Linked DNA regions of Xenopus tropicalis: region 1 is linked to region 2. Evidence: chromatin contacts called from public Hi-C data. All regions are on one chromosome and are shown on one strand. Each heading gives the region's core, a stretch centred on a gene start, on an enhancer-like site or on the middle of the called end of the contact. The rest is flanking DNA. Distances are from core to core; before and after follow the strand shown.

What was found. Hi-C and Micro-C count contacts between places; a contact is called where the count stands out from the background.
Region 1: a Hi-C map of gastrula embryo shows a contact between it and region 2, with 1.6 times the contacts expected there. The contact joins two enhancer-like sites. A contact is called at or near these places in 2 of 5 Hi-C or Micro-C datasets (gastrula embryo and neurula embryo).

Annotation. Positions count from the first base shown.
Region 1 is chr6:137,309,451-137,316,600 of UCB_Xtro_10.0, forward strand. No RefSeq gene overlaps it. Among named protein-coding and RNA genes, the nearest start is that of ext1, 5.4 kb to the left of the region's middle. Within about 2 kb of position 2,886, at least 2 of the 11 cell types and tissues checked have an H3K27ac peak or open chromatin away from gene starts, as enhancers often do. A contact at or near this core is called in gastrula embryo and neurula embryo, where this site is marked.
Region 2 is chr6:137,265,155-137,272,283 of UCB_Xtro_10.0, forward strand. All of the region lies in intron 1 of ext1 (exostosin glycosyltransferase 1), which reads right to left. Among named protein-coding and RNA genes, the nearest start is that of ext1, 39 kb to the right of the region's middle. Within about 2 kb of position 5,822, at least 2 of the 11 cell types and tissues checked have an H3K27ac peak or open chromatin away from gene starts, as enhancers often do. A contact at or near this core is called in gastrula embryo and neurula embryo, where this site is marked.

The DNA.
Region 1 (7,150 bases), core at 1,636-4,135, 41 kb after region 2:
AACTATAGTAGGGTTTCTGTAGCAAACACCCCAGCTGTACCGGTGCAGGAATGGCTGCCCCCGGGGCTACACAGCGGGCTATTTATATAAACTATAGTAGGGTTACTGTAGCAAACACCCCAGCTGTACCAGTGCAGGAATGGCTGCCCCCGGGGCTACACAGTGGGTATTTATATAAACTATAGTAGGGTTTCTGTAGCAAAAACCCCAGCTGTACCAGTGCAGGAATGGCTGCCCCCGGGGCTACACAGCAGGGTATTTATATAAACTATAGTAGGGTTTCTGTAGCAAACACCCCAGCTGTACCAGTGCAGGAATGGCTGCCCCCGGGGCTACACAGCGGGGTATTTATATAAACTATAGTAGGGTTTCTGTAGCAAACACCCCAGCTGTACCAGTGCAGGAATGGCTGCCCCCGGGGCTACACAGCGGGGTATTTATATAAACTATAGTAGGGTTTCTGTAGCAAACACCCCAGCTGTACCAGTGCAGGAATATCTGCCCCCGGGGCTACACAGCGGGGTATTTATATAAACTATAGTAGGGTTTCTGTAGCAAACACCCCAGCTGTACCAGTGCAGGAATGGCTGCCCCCGGGGCTACACAGCGGGGTATTTATATAAACTATAGTAGGGTTTCTGTAGCAAACACCCCAGCTGTACCAGTGCAGGAATGGCTGCCCCTGGGGCTACAAAGCAGCTTATTTATATAAACTATAGTAGGGTTTCTGTAGTAAACACCCCAGCTGTACCAGTGCAGGAATGGCTGCCCCCGGGGCTACACAGCAGCTTACTTATATAAACTATAGTAGTCTTTCTGAGGCAAACACACCAGTAGTAGCAATGCAGGGCAACAGTACATAATATTGTAATTACTTTTATACACTTTCATTTTTTGGTGTTACTGTTCCTTTAAAGCACATAGTCACTGCTTTATAGCATATTTGTCAGTGTGCCACCGCATATTGACCTGCCTGCTGCACTGATATGTAAAGGACCCGCAGTGCTTACAGGTGATTGGTGTTTAGATAAGTTAGGTTACCCATGTATGTTTTTTTCCAAGCAACATGTCAATCTTTCTCCCAAGGGGAGATGGCATATCATACAGGAATGTAGATTCAGTAATGTGTAACTGTCAGGAAATGAAGTTACATAAGGTTGAAAACACATGGAGCAACATAGTAGCAGCTACTTGTCATGGCTACTAAACCCCAGAATATACCCTGCCATAGACAATACTGAGAATTGCTTCTGCTAAAACACACGTAGAGACGGTTATCAGTAAATGATCAGCATTGACTGTTTTAGTAGCCACGACAAGTAGCTGCTACTTAGTAACTCCATGTTTCTTCACCCTAAGAGTAAGAACGTCTGTTTCCTATTATCCAATGTAGAACTCTGAACCAACATGGCCCCCAGACAGTAGCTTATTAGCCCAAGCATAGGGTTCCCAGGAGATCCTGCCCAGCTGGATATTAATGAATTTCTTCCAGATATCAGTTATTAAGAACCCCATTATGGTCCAATCATTGGCCCTGGCGTTAACCAACCTGGGTACATTTTCTTGTATGGTTACTTGGCTTGGTAAGCAAGCGGATCTTAAAGTGCGTAGTCAGCATTAATAATATCACTGGCCTACATGTCCCTGTGTTCTGGGTGGGAACTTTCACAGTTTATAGCACAGCACCTACATCTGGATCAGTATAAACTGGATGGATGTAGCTGTAATTTTTTTTTTTCCGCCTCATCTACTACTTTATTCTAGAAGTTTACAGTACAACTGCAGCTCCCAGCTGGGAGTTTATGTAGTTGGTAGTAAGGTGGGTAGTATTCTTGTCTTGCAGTACTGGGATTGTAGATTCTATTTCAGCCAGGTTAATATCTGCAAGGGGATTTTACTGTCTTCCTGTGTTTGTGTGGGTTTTTTTGGTTCCCTCCCATGTTCTAGAAACACACAGGAAGGTAAATTGACCCTGTGTGTAGTAGGCACTCTAGACTGTAAAGGGGGCCATACACGGGCCAATTTCAGCTCCGATTCGGCAGCTTATCTGCCCTTGTATGGGCACCACCAACGGGCCTCCCAGACCAAAATATGCCAGATCGGGCAGGTTTGATTTTTCCGTTGGATCGTGTACCGCATCAACGACCCAGCGCAGTCCCCAATCTAACGGAAAAGTCAAACCTGCCCGATCGAATTAGCCTGATATTGCCCACCCGTAGGTGGGCATATCAGCAGAAGATTCACTCATTTGGCAAGGTTGCCAAGCGAGCTGTGTATGGCCACTTTAATTTGGGAATTGAATGAATGAATTAATCTCTGTAAAGGGCTGCAGAATAGGTTAGCATTATCGAAATACAGTGTTAAAGGCTATGACACACAGAGCTACTTGTCGCGGCTACAAAACACCAGAATGCCATAGACAATACTGAGAATTGTCAGTATTGTCTCTACAAAAACACACCATTATCAGTACTGTCTATTTGGTGGCCAAGAAAGCAGCTCCATTTGTCATTTCCCTCAAAAGGTTTTCCAGCTGCTGCAGAACATCTGCCCATCGGTTGCATCCTATAGAAGCAGATTCTCAGAGGTTCCTCAGCAGTCTTTTATGACTGACATGTGATCTACCAAATCAGAGGGGGCCGGCTCCCAGACATGCCTGTACATGCACAAGGCAGGTTTATCCTAAGCCCAGCCTCCCCTGGCCCCCCACTGGGCAGGAACTCTGCAATCTCCTTAAATTAAAACTAAATACATAAGTAACAAAGCAAGCTCTATGCAACAAACTCCTAATATATTGCTATAGATGCACTGTTATTGTGGTCACTTTGGTATCATACTGACTGCTCTTTACACAGGTTCTTCCTAGAGTCCCACAGAGATGGAGTGGGGACAGCGCCTCCTGCTGGTGAATCTCCCCACACTCCAATTCCTAATAACTGCTTATTAACTGCCTACAGAGCAGTGCTGCACAACAGGTGCTTTATGAATACATGTAAATAATAATAATAGCAAAAGGGCATATTCTATTGTTAAATATTACCAGCATTCACAGCAGAAATAGCCAATCTGCAAGTCGAAGCGTCCAATCAAAGCACTAGAATTTTTATAGTAGCGCAGCAAAGGATTAGACTAATTACAATTCATTTGTCAGAAGCAAGCTAACATTAGTACCCCTAGAGATAGGGTAAAAGAGTATTTCTATACTGAGAGTATAGTATAGACTTATCCGAATGTCTAAATCCAAGGGAGGCATCATACTGATACCTTTCATACTGATACCTTTCCAAAGATAAAATAACATGGACCAATAAAATAGTGCCAGATCATCATGAAATGTGGCAGAATGAGTGGTTGCTATGATTTTGAGCTAGGTATTAGTATTAATGGCACATTTCTTGCTTTAAAAATCCATAGTCAGTATAATTTCACTATAGACATGCATAGCTAATATAAGGGATGACAAATGAAGAACTAGCACAGCAAGTGGTAGGTCTTAGAAATGGGGCCCCTACCCAACCACAGGGCCCTGGGGAAATCAAATGAGCTTATCCTTTGATTGCTGGAGGCAGAGAAGCTGTAATTTCCCTCACTAGCAGCAAATCAGCTCTGTGTTGGTCTGGGCACAGTTCTGCATGGGGTTAATGCCGCTCTGTATAATATGATTCTCTCTTCACAAACACAGGGACTTGCTCCCCAGGGGTAAGTATGGAAGTCATTGCCTTGTAAAGATTAGTCCCTGTGACACAATTGCAGCATAGAATAGAGTCATACCCGTCTTCTGGTGAGGAGGATCAAGGAAGCAGATCACTTGCATTATTCCCCTAGTTATGTATATGGCTAATAATGTGTATAGTTGCTAGGTGTCAGCCCCTGGAAATGTCCCAACTGCATTGAAGAATTGTAATACTAATAACTGTAATCAATGCCTACTCATACTTTATAATCTATAGTAAGTGATAAAGGTATAACTAAATACACATGTAGTTGCTATAACCACCTTTAGGCTACTGTCACATCGGGCCTGTGTATAAGCGTTCCAATCTGCAGAATGGCGTGTCTGCACCCAGTCCCCCTGCGTCGGCCTGGGTGTTGACACACAGAGCAGATTTTGGTGCAATAATGCATACCCACATGTTTTGGCACCAGGATCCGCTCCGTGTGTCTGCAGTCTGGCCGACGCAGGGTCTCTGGGTGCAGACGCCATTCTGCAGATCAGAGTGGGGGGCAGTTTATCAGCCTGTGCTTCTATGTAGAAACCAATCGACTGATTAATATACTGTAGGTGCACTCGAACCTGTGTCTCAAACACACAAAAAAATACAGGTTTTAACAACCCTTATAAAGAGTTATACAGTAAGATTATGCTGGGAGTTGTATCTGGAGGACTGCGGGTAATATATCAAAAGGAATATTCAGGCTGAGGAGCCCCTTATAGGTTGGGCCCCCAGGGCAAAATCCTTGTCCATCCTGCCTAAAACCAACCATCATCCTAGCATCAGTCAGAACCCACAGTGTTAACTGAGCATCTCAGGATCCATCCTCCCTCTCTAGAAATCCTGGGATAAAGTGCACAGTTTTTGGAACCATAAAACACATCCTATAACAATACAGATATTGCTTGCCATTGAAACTAAAGAACTGGGGAGGCAGATATACAAAAACCGGTCAGACATCTAGGGGATCATTTGCGAACACAGTCAAGTATGAAAAGTGCATTTTTAGTAATGCAGCGTTTCTCCCAGAATTCCAGCATATTTGTGGGCGCCTATTGGTGCAACCTGCTGTAGAGACCCAGGAATTACTGCCATGATTAGGCTTCCAGGACTGCAGTTCTATAGTGAGTACCACTCCATTCTGGTATATACAGTAATGGGGGGTTTGCCACTAAACTTGCTTTCCATGTAATGAGGGAAATACTGTTTCGCATCCATTTCTCTCTCTAAATGATTGTGTAATGTGATAACTTCATGGCAGGGAAGCTATTTCTGTATTATGTAGGTGTTGATCTTCACACTTGTTTGCATTTTTTTTTAACGTCTGGATCTTTACAGTAAGAGCCTTTTTCTTGTGCATTTTGCTACTTTTTCCCACATTACTAACTATGGATTTCTGAATAATAAAGGGTTGGGGGGATATCTGTTATTGGTCAAAGGAGAATTAATATCCAGCGAAACTCTCACATTGGAGATCAATGCCACCCAAGAACCCATCTTATATGTCAATGCAGTGGTGACACAAAGTAACCTTCTGCCAGAGCGGCAACAATAGATGCACTGCCAAAATAAGCTCCTTTTACCAATGCCCACATTGATGTTGTTATTGGCTATTACTGTTCCATGGATGCAGGTCCGGCAGTGTTAGTTCCAGTTGGAGCACTGATAGACAGAAACACAAACACCGTGACTATAGGATCTTGGTTTTGATGTTCCCCTTGGCACTGCTAAGAGATTCATGAGAGGTTCCCCATTCATACCAGACTGGCAATCACCTGGGTGTGCTGTACAAGTAGCTCTTTTAGCAAGGCCTGTCCTTTTTCATTATATAAAAGTCCCCTAATGATGTCAGAACTTGCCATTTATAAGGATTCAGTGCATAAAATTGATGCATTCTGAACAATGCACCATTAAAGAGACATCCAGCACAAGGGTGCAGGCCACAGCCTCTGCACCTGTAGTAGCCACAAGCACTATGGGCATTGCCTACTTACACAACTTGGCACCCATTATCGTGCGTAGGGCTTTTTGAATTACATTTTTAATATATGTGAATATTTAGCTATCTATTGGGCAGTGCTCCCATTTATATTTTAATATATAAAAAATATATATATATACTGTATGGGTGGTATGGCCATTCTGGAGAAACCAGAGTGAATTCAAGTATATATAGGAATCATGGATTTCCAGAATAAGTCAGTATATATAGCAGTGATCCCCAACCAGTGGCTCAGGGGCAACATGTTGCTCCCCAACCCCTTGGATGTTGCTCCCAGGGGCCCCAAACCAGGGAGTTATTTTTGAATTCCTGACTTGGGGGCAAGTTTTGGTTGAATACAAACAAGATTTCCTACCAAATAAAGCCCCTGTAAGCTGATAGGGTGCATAGAGGCTGCCTAATAGCCAATCTTAGCCCTTATTTGGCACCTCCATGAACTTTTATGGTGCTTGTGTTGCTCTCCAAGTCTTTTTACATTTGACTGTGGCTCACAAGTAAGAAAGGTTGGGGTCCCCTGATATATATAGGAATCATGGATTTCCAGAATAAGTCAGTATATATAGGAATCATGGTTTATATTCTGCTTTTCTCCACCATGATACTGGCACGTAAGTGAAATGTTCTCCAACATTGCCATGTCTTCTACCAAGCGTGTATCTAACTGGTGGCGCCAGCGTACTGATTAAACAACTCACCATTCCAATATTACCTCCATTCTTGGATTATATTTGCTCAAATGCTGATATTTTGCTCATACATATCCAAAGGATTTTCATTTTGATATTACCGCAGCCCCCATGGGCCTTGTACAGATCTGTTATTGGTGGAAAATACAGTTGATCTCAAAGGCGAGAGAATGGCTGGGCTTTGTCTGAAGTGAAGTCGTTTTATGGAGTCTTTGAAGAGTCGGACACTGGGGGCAGGATAATGCTTGTATTGAACCCTCTTTGCTTCAGAGATCATTAAAGCAATGTTGTGTGATTTATATGTACAAGGCACACACAAACAGACCAAAGAGTGTTTCTTTATCGCCAGTCTGTGCGCTGTTCCTGCTGTAGCTGTTATGGCCAAATAGGTTCCTGTTGAACGTTACCCTATATAACTTTTTACAATGACACTTTTGTGCTTGCTCTTAAATGGGGCTGCAGCTTTAACAATGTTGTAAACCCCGTGGTATCACTTTCCCTTGTGACAAAAGCTCTTTTTCAACTTTTAGTTTCTCATAAAACCAGGCCCTGCCGTGGTCCCTCTGTATCCTCAGTGAGCGTTATTTATAATTGTGTAGGGCAGAGAGATTTTTGGACCAGAGGCTCATTATTAGACGGGGAAAAATATCACTGAAAGTAGATATATATATTTTATGTTTTTAACCTATTTCCTCTGCAATGCCCAACCACAGAGTCCTCAGCTGTTGCTGATTTATGTTGGCTTGCAC
Region 2 (7,129 bases), core at 4,572-7,071:
GGTAATTAGCACTTAGAACACCGGCGCTGCAATATAAAAGGATCATGTTTATTAAGTGCTTCTAAAAGTTTGGATTTTCTGCCTAATATTCATAGCGTGTTCTGGGCGAGTGGCTCCTACCTAGCGGGGGAATCTGAAGGAATTGAATACGCTTCAATGGCAGGCAGCTAGGAACTTTCAATTACACACACCAGGCTCCATGTATCAAGCAGAGTGTATTAATGCCCTACACTGGCTCTCAATTATTTAACATCCGGCGCTTCTGCAGCCTCCAACTGAAGCGCAAGGGACGATTTCTTCTATGCCCGATACCATTTATTTAACAATATAAATCCACTCAGCAGTGCAGAGCAAGAGGGATGACTATGCCCCCTCAATCTCCAGCCATCGGTTGTATGACCCACCCCCCCCCCCCCACAAGACCCCCAGCCATTGGCTACCTGGTAATAATGTGTGATGCCACCCATACCAATTAATTATTACCCATCTAGTCTTAATAGTGGACAACACTCCATTCTATTACATGTACAGGGGTGGGATCCATTATCCAGAAGTCCGTTACCGAGAAAGTTCCAAATGACAGAAAGGCATAGAAAGAAAATAATTCTAATTTAAAAAATGATTTCCCTTTTCTCTGTAATAATAAAACAGTACCTGTACTTGATCCCAACTAAGATATAACTACCCCTTATTGGGGGCAGAACAGCCCTATTGGGTTTATTTAATGGTTAAATTATTCCCTTTTCACTGTAATAATAAAACAGTACCTATACTTGATCCCAACTAAGATATAATTAATACTTACTGGATGCAAAACAATCCTATTGGGGTTAAATTATGTTTTAGTATGGAGACCCAAACTTAGGAAACATCCCTTTTCCAGAAAGCCCTGGGTTCCAACCATTCTGGATAACAGGTCCCATACCTGTACAATAATTAAAGGGAATATTTAACAAAAAAAATGAAAGCCTTGAGAGATTTTAATTCAAAGTAACTCTCCAATAGCCATTAAAGGGGCAGTTCCCCTTTACATTAACTTTTAGTATATTTTAGAATGTCCTATTCCAAAATTGTAAAGTTTTTATATTTGCCTTTATCTTCTACACCTTTCCGGCTTTCAAGTGAGGGTCACTGATCCCGGCAGCCAAAAACTGAACTTACGATTGTAATATTGCTACTTTTTATTCCTTATCTTTCCTCATCTATTCCCCTCCAATTCATATTCCTGTCTCTCATTCAAATGACTGTCTGGTGTCTAAGGTAAACTAGACCCTAGCAACCAGATATCTGCAAAAATGCCAAACAGGAGAGCTGCTGAACACAAAGTTCAAACTGAAAAACCACAAAAAAAAGGAAGAACTGCAAATATTCCAAAGGTGAACTTAGCCCTTTAATTACAAACGTTCAAAAGTTAGAAAGCAGTTACCTGTCTATCTCTTTCCGATCTGCTGGCTCTGGGAACAATGTAGCAGAAGGCAGCTTTACATGCTCAATCACGGGACTCTTAACCTGTTGGCTTCTGCTACATTGTCTAAAAACAAGGAACCACCATGGCAGGGAACAGAAAGGAACAGAGACTGAGCTACATTTACAAATAAGATTCAAACCACTAAACATCTGTAATTAATGTATATTGGGAAGTTTCTTAGAATTACATATTGTATATTATACACTGGGCAAACATTTGTACAGGCGGGGTTCTGATCTACGGGCCAAAAAACAATTGCAGCCCTGCGCTAATCCCCTAGAAACCAGCAGTTCGGCTCCTTAAGAATTCACTGCGGTGGATTCTCTACCCCCCGGGGGCCATGAAAATAGGATCTGATATTCAATGTGACAGGAAGCAAATGGGGAAATTCACAATGGCATATGCAATCAGCAGGAAAAGAAGATGTACAATGCACTGTGAAAGGAGCATGTAGTCTATTGTAAGCAAGAAGCACCGCACCTTTAAATAAACCAGATGCCTGTTGGTCTCAAAGGAATAAATACAAAAAAAAAAAAGTGCATATTTTGGCTTTTGTCATTAATAGTTTTCCTTTTAACATGTACTTTCCTCGACTGACTTGCATTTCTAAGGGCTGAAACTGCTGAGCATCACCTCCACCCCATATAATTCTGACCAGTAGGGGGTGCTGATCTATTGCTGCCTACAGAGAATGCCTTAGCAGAAGAAACCAATATCAATATTACAATATCATGTCTCTCTCTGTGAAAAATATGATTAATACAATTAATTTAATCATTATTGCAGGCTTACAGGCACTGACAGGGTTAATTTAACTGTTCTGCCAATGGGGAGGTGCAGCGAGTCTGATTCATATCGACTGACTGGACCCGGGATCTGTTCAGCTTTCCAGCTTTAGCAGTATCCTGGAATACCCGAGGCTCACAGGCTGTGCTGGGAGTTGCAGTTCAGCCACAGGTTAGACATATGCCTGGGTTAGTTCCCAAATTAGGAAATGTGTGTTCCTGTTCAAATGTTTCTCTTCCCGGCGGGAGCGCGGAGGGATGGAAGGACCACACTCATTAAGAAGAAATCTCTGGCACCTTCCAGGCCAAATGCTGCAATGGAGCGGTTCCAGCCCATCTGCTTGCGAGGCTGCACTGGAAGGAATATATATACATATACGTACATCTCACTTCCAAATGCTGCCTCCCGCTCAGTAGGAGGAACGGCACAAAATCCCAGACACATCGCCCAGGGCTCAGACTAATCAAGAAACACACAAAATAGTTAATTTCCTAATTTATTCCTTCCTCTTCCTTTCATCTCGTTCCATGGGCCCTCGCCAAGCCTTTCATTCTGCCATCCCGCATTATTTTTGCCAGAAACCAATGCGCGGCACTCCATACTTGCCTTACCAGCAGTTCAAAGCTGCCTTTCCCACAGTACCACACCCACCCAAACCCAAACAACATCCAAAAACGTAACGGCAGCAAACCCACAATGCAATGCTGTATCGGCTTCAGCATGGAAGCCGCCATCTTTAAATTAAGGCTTGTCCAAACTCCCTTCCACTGACCAATGGAACAGTAATGGGTTTTACTAAACAGAACATCTCTCAGACACCTAAATCCATAACTGGCCGTCATAATGCCCCTTAACGAGCCTTTTTAAAGCAGCACTTTACTAGGGGGTGAGAAAAAGTTGGTCCTTGGACACAAACACAGTAGGATGTGCCTGTGCCATCACAAGAACAGCAGTTCCCTATCAGGTCTGTGTACTTGCAGGCTGCCCATCCACCAGATTGGTGCCCCTCCTGTCATTGCAGAGTCTAATAAGTGTGACCAGCTCCCCGGCCTTGCTTGGGAAAGTAGCCAGCCAGAAATGGACCAGATGGCCAGTGCTAGCACAGTTTTAGGCTGGAGTCCCAGGTTCAGTTCCAAGCAGGTCCCGGTTGTCTTGCAGTAGCTTCCTCCAGTAACTCCCATTCAAAAACATACAGGCAGGTTAACTTGATAAAATTGACCCCCAGTGTATGTGTAAATGCAATAGGGACCTTAGACTGTAAGCTCCACCGGGGAGAACTGAAGATGTATAATTTCTGCAAAGTGCTGCAGAATCAGCCAACACTACGTAAAGAATTGGGTTATGTTCCAGTGCCACTGCTACCACATACATTTATATAAGATTATAACTAGGGGGAAACAAAAAAAAAAAAAAGCAGCTCTGACTCCTTCCATAATTCATCGGCAGGGCTCAGCCATTAGAAGGGCAGGTTTTCATTTCCTTCAAGGATATCGGTGAGAGGAAGAGATGTATTGACTTTAATATTTTCAGCAGCGCAAGGGAAACTGACATTAAAAATGAATGCCTTCATTCTAACCGGCTACGTTTCCATTAAGCAGGGGGTTTAAAACTTCTGTTTGCGTAAATACCCCGTGCGAGACGCCGCTGCGTGCCGGGAATTGCATATTTTAAGCAAAGCGCCAACAAAATGAGGGGTTTTGAATCGAAATAAAAAGGAGCATCGCTAGAGCCCTCATCCCAAGTTATACTAGGCTACGAGCAGTTCATCCAAGTGGAAAAGTTATTTTATAACAATAGATATTTTTTCCATATAAAAGAGAATATTTTTTTTGAACGGCCTTATATTATATGGTTTCTGAGAAACACAATCCTAAAGGTTTGTGCCAGGTATTAGGGTGCCCCTAAGGACAATGTGGATGTACCTTATGCAAGTGGTGGCGGGTGAATGAGGCCTTTAGGCTTGGCGTTCAGGCAAACAGAGGCATCTATAGAGGGTTGGCCAAGTGTTGCTTTGGAAATAAGGAGAGCAATTCATGCACAGAGCAAACAATCAGGCTGGGGAGGCTTCCTAGAACTGGGCTATGGGAACTGTAAATAAGAGCTGAAAAGCTTTCACTCTGCACATGAAGCAACTGGGACGAGGGGGGGGGGGGGCGGGGGTTCCTTTCAAAGGGACCAATGGACGTACCGGGTGCACAAAACCAACATTCCGAAAAGCCTTCCACCACAGGAGAAGGAAGGCCCCGCAGGAACACTGCATAAGCACGTCGGAAACAACCTTAAATTTGGCTGGTATTTTATTTGCTATTCCGCGGCCCACAAGCTGCAAAGGTGCAACTCCCAGCACCCTGCGGGGAATTTCCATAGTTCATGGCTGCAGGTTAGGCATCTATGTCTTCAGCCAACTCACTTTCATTTAAAAGATTCCTGCTTATAAACCCACATCGACTCCTGCCCGTGTCTCAAATTCTGCCCGGCTGCGTACACGAAGGTATCACTCACATTAGAGTAAAGGAGAATTATTGGATGTGATGTGAATTACCAACATTTACCGTCGGAGCAACCAGGGATAAATAAGTGTATAGCCAAGGGGGAGCCGGGCTTCTGCTACACCGTGCAAAACCAACACACCATCAGCCTACTGGGACCTTAACTTCCAACTCAATTAACGTGAGGGGTGGGGGTAACAGGCGGCAGAGGCAAGTGCAGACTCAGGTGAAATCTCTATACTTAGCAGCCTCTCTGCCTTTCTGCACTCATATGGTTAAAAAAAAAAAAATCAATAAAAAATGATTAATATATACATATTTCCTTGACACACACACACCATGCTGCAGGGTTCAGGTCTCCATAGAACATAAAGAAATATTATAATAATAAATGACTAATGAAACATTAATAAGCCAATGTTATATTTAATCATGTTCACTTATATAGTCCCTGGGATATATAACACTGTATATAAGCATTTACACTCCAATTTCACCCTAAGGGTAATGCAACATGGGGCATTTGGACCACAGCTGAATGTCACCACTTCATGTGTGAGAGATGGGCACTTTTACATTTCATATCTTTTGGCATTTTTAGCCACCTCCATTTTCCTTCAGGCGACAAAAATCTTTAAGCCCCACAGGCCTAACAGGCCTTTTGATTGGCCACAGCTTCCATTGCTTTAAGGCTACCTAGGCGTGCCAGCCCTAAACAACCACTGCCCTAGGGCTAATGCCACACCAGGCACATTTGCAACAGTATTGTGCCAAATTCCACTTTGTATGCCTGCACTTGCAATGATGCAATGGCACCGGGCACAGGCACAACAATCACAAATGCTCAGTATCAGCAGGCAGAACCTACAGTACAAAGCACCGGTCTATCATGGCTGCGCTGCTCTGCCTATATCCCTTATCACGGTTACACATTAACATTAAACAAATACAGACCTATGTCATGTGATCTTTTAGGTTTTTGCCGCATGTGGAAAAATGTGTCTATTCATGCAAATAAGTCTTGACTTCACTAATCTGACCTTTCCCAGCCTGACCCTGACCAATTACTGAAAGCCCTGCCTCCAGGACCCCCAACTGCCCTGTTGCTAGGGGATAAAGACCAACAGGTACACATGTAGACAAGGAAGGAAAAGGGGCACGATGGTTGTTGGAAATGATTTACACTGGGACACTTGGGACTTTATTGTCCCAAACCTTATGTAGGATGGTCTGGTTGGCACACACATTGAAATGAATAATGTACAGAATACAATTATATGCACTATTGTACCCAGCATACTCTTGGGAATCACCTTTAGATATCAAGTTAGAGAACCAGGGGTTTTATGGTATAAGTTTGGGGATCCCTGCACTATAGGCTTTGCCCAACCATCAGCTTTTTAGTGATGCCAGCTTAGTGGATGTACAGAAGAGCCTGAAGTCCTACTCCTGAAACCAAAAGCCAATACGCTAGTTATAGTTAGCTAGTAATAAACATAATTCACTGTGTGTTTATGCTATTTCTCCAAGCCTACCAACCAACATTAGCTACACAATGTGATGGATACAAAGCAGAAGACATTAACGGCCGCAATAACCCTAATCTTGGAATAGACTTCTGCTTTCCCTCTACTGCTGGAATGTCCATGGCTAATATTAATCATCATAAAAATGCAAGTCAATAAGCCATAACGGAGGAGTTGCCATGGAAACTGAAGAAGCTGCTCTGACACTAGCCTGAGTGCTTCTTACCCTCCTGTGCCGGCAATGGTGCTACCTTGGGAGCTCAAGCAATAAGGGGACCATGGGGGCTAAAAGGCACGCTGCCCGGGAGGGTTAGGGAAACAGAACATGGATTAACTGTAGCGTATAATGCACTTAGTCGCAAATGAACGCAGATGTGAGCCAACAGGATTTAGATACAAGTAATCACTAGTAATTAACAGCCCTAAACGTAGATTTTGCTTGGGCGCCTTCATTAGCGCCGAATCAAAATATTTTAACCTGGCCGATCGGCGAGACAACCGATATCCGCAGCCTTCGTGATATGGGTCATCTCTTTGAGCCGCCATACACGCACCGTGACAAGTAGCTGGTACTCCGTGTGAGACACACTGGGCTACTAGTAGCAGCTACTTTTCAAGACTACTAAATTCCAGAAAATATCCTGCCATAGCCAATACTGAGAATTGCCTCTTTAAAAACACATGTAGAGACAATTATCAGAAAATTATCAGCTTTGATCTTTTTAGTATCCACAACAAGTAGCTGCTACTAGAAGCTCCATGTGTCTTCACCCTGAGGGCCAAAGGGTGCTAAGTCAGCCACCCACACAGTAGATCATAAGCTCCTGATCTGGAACATGGCCACGGCCTCTGCGTGGGTG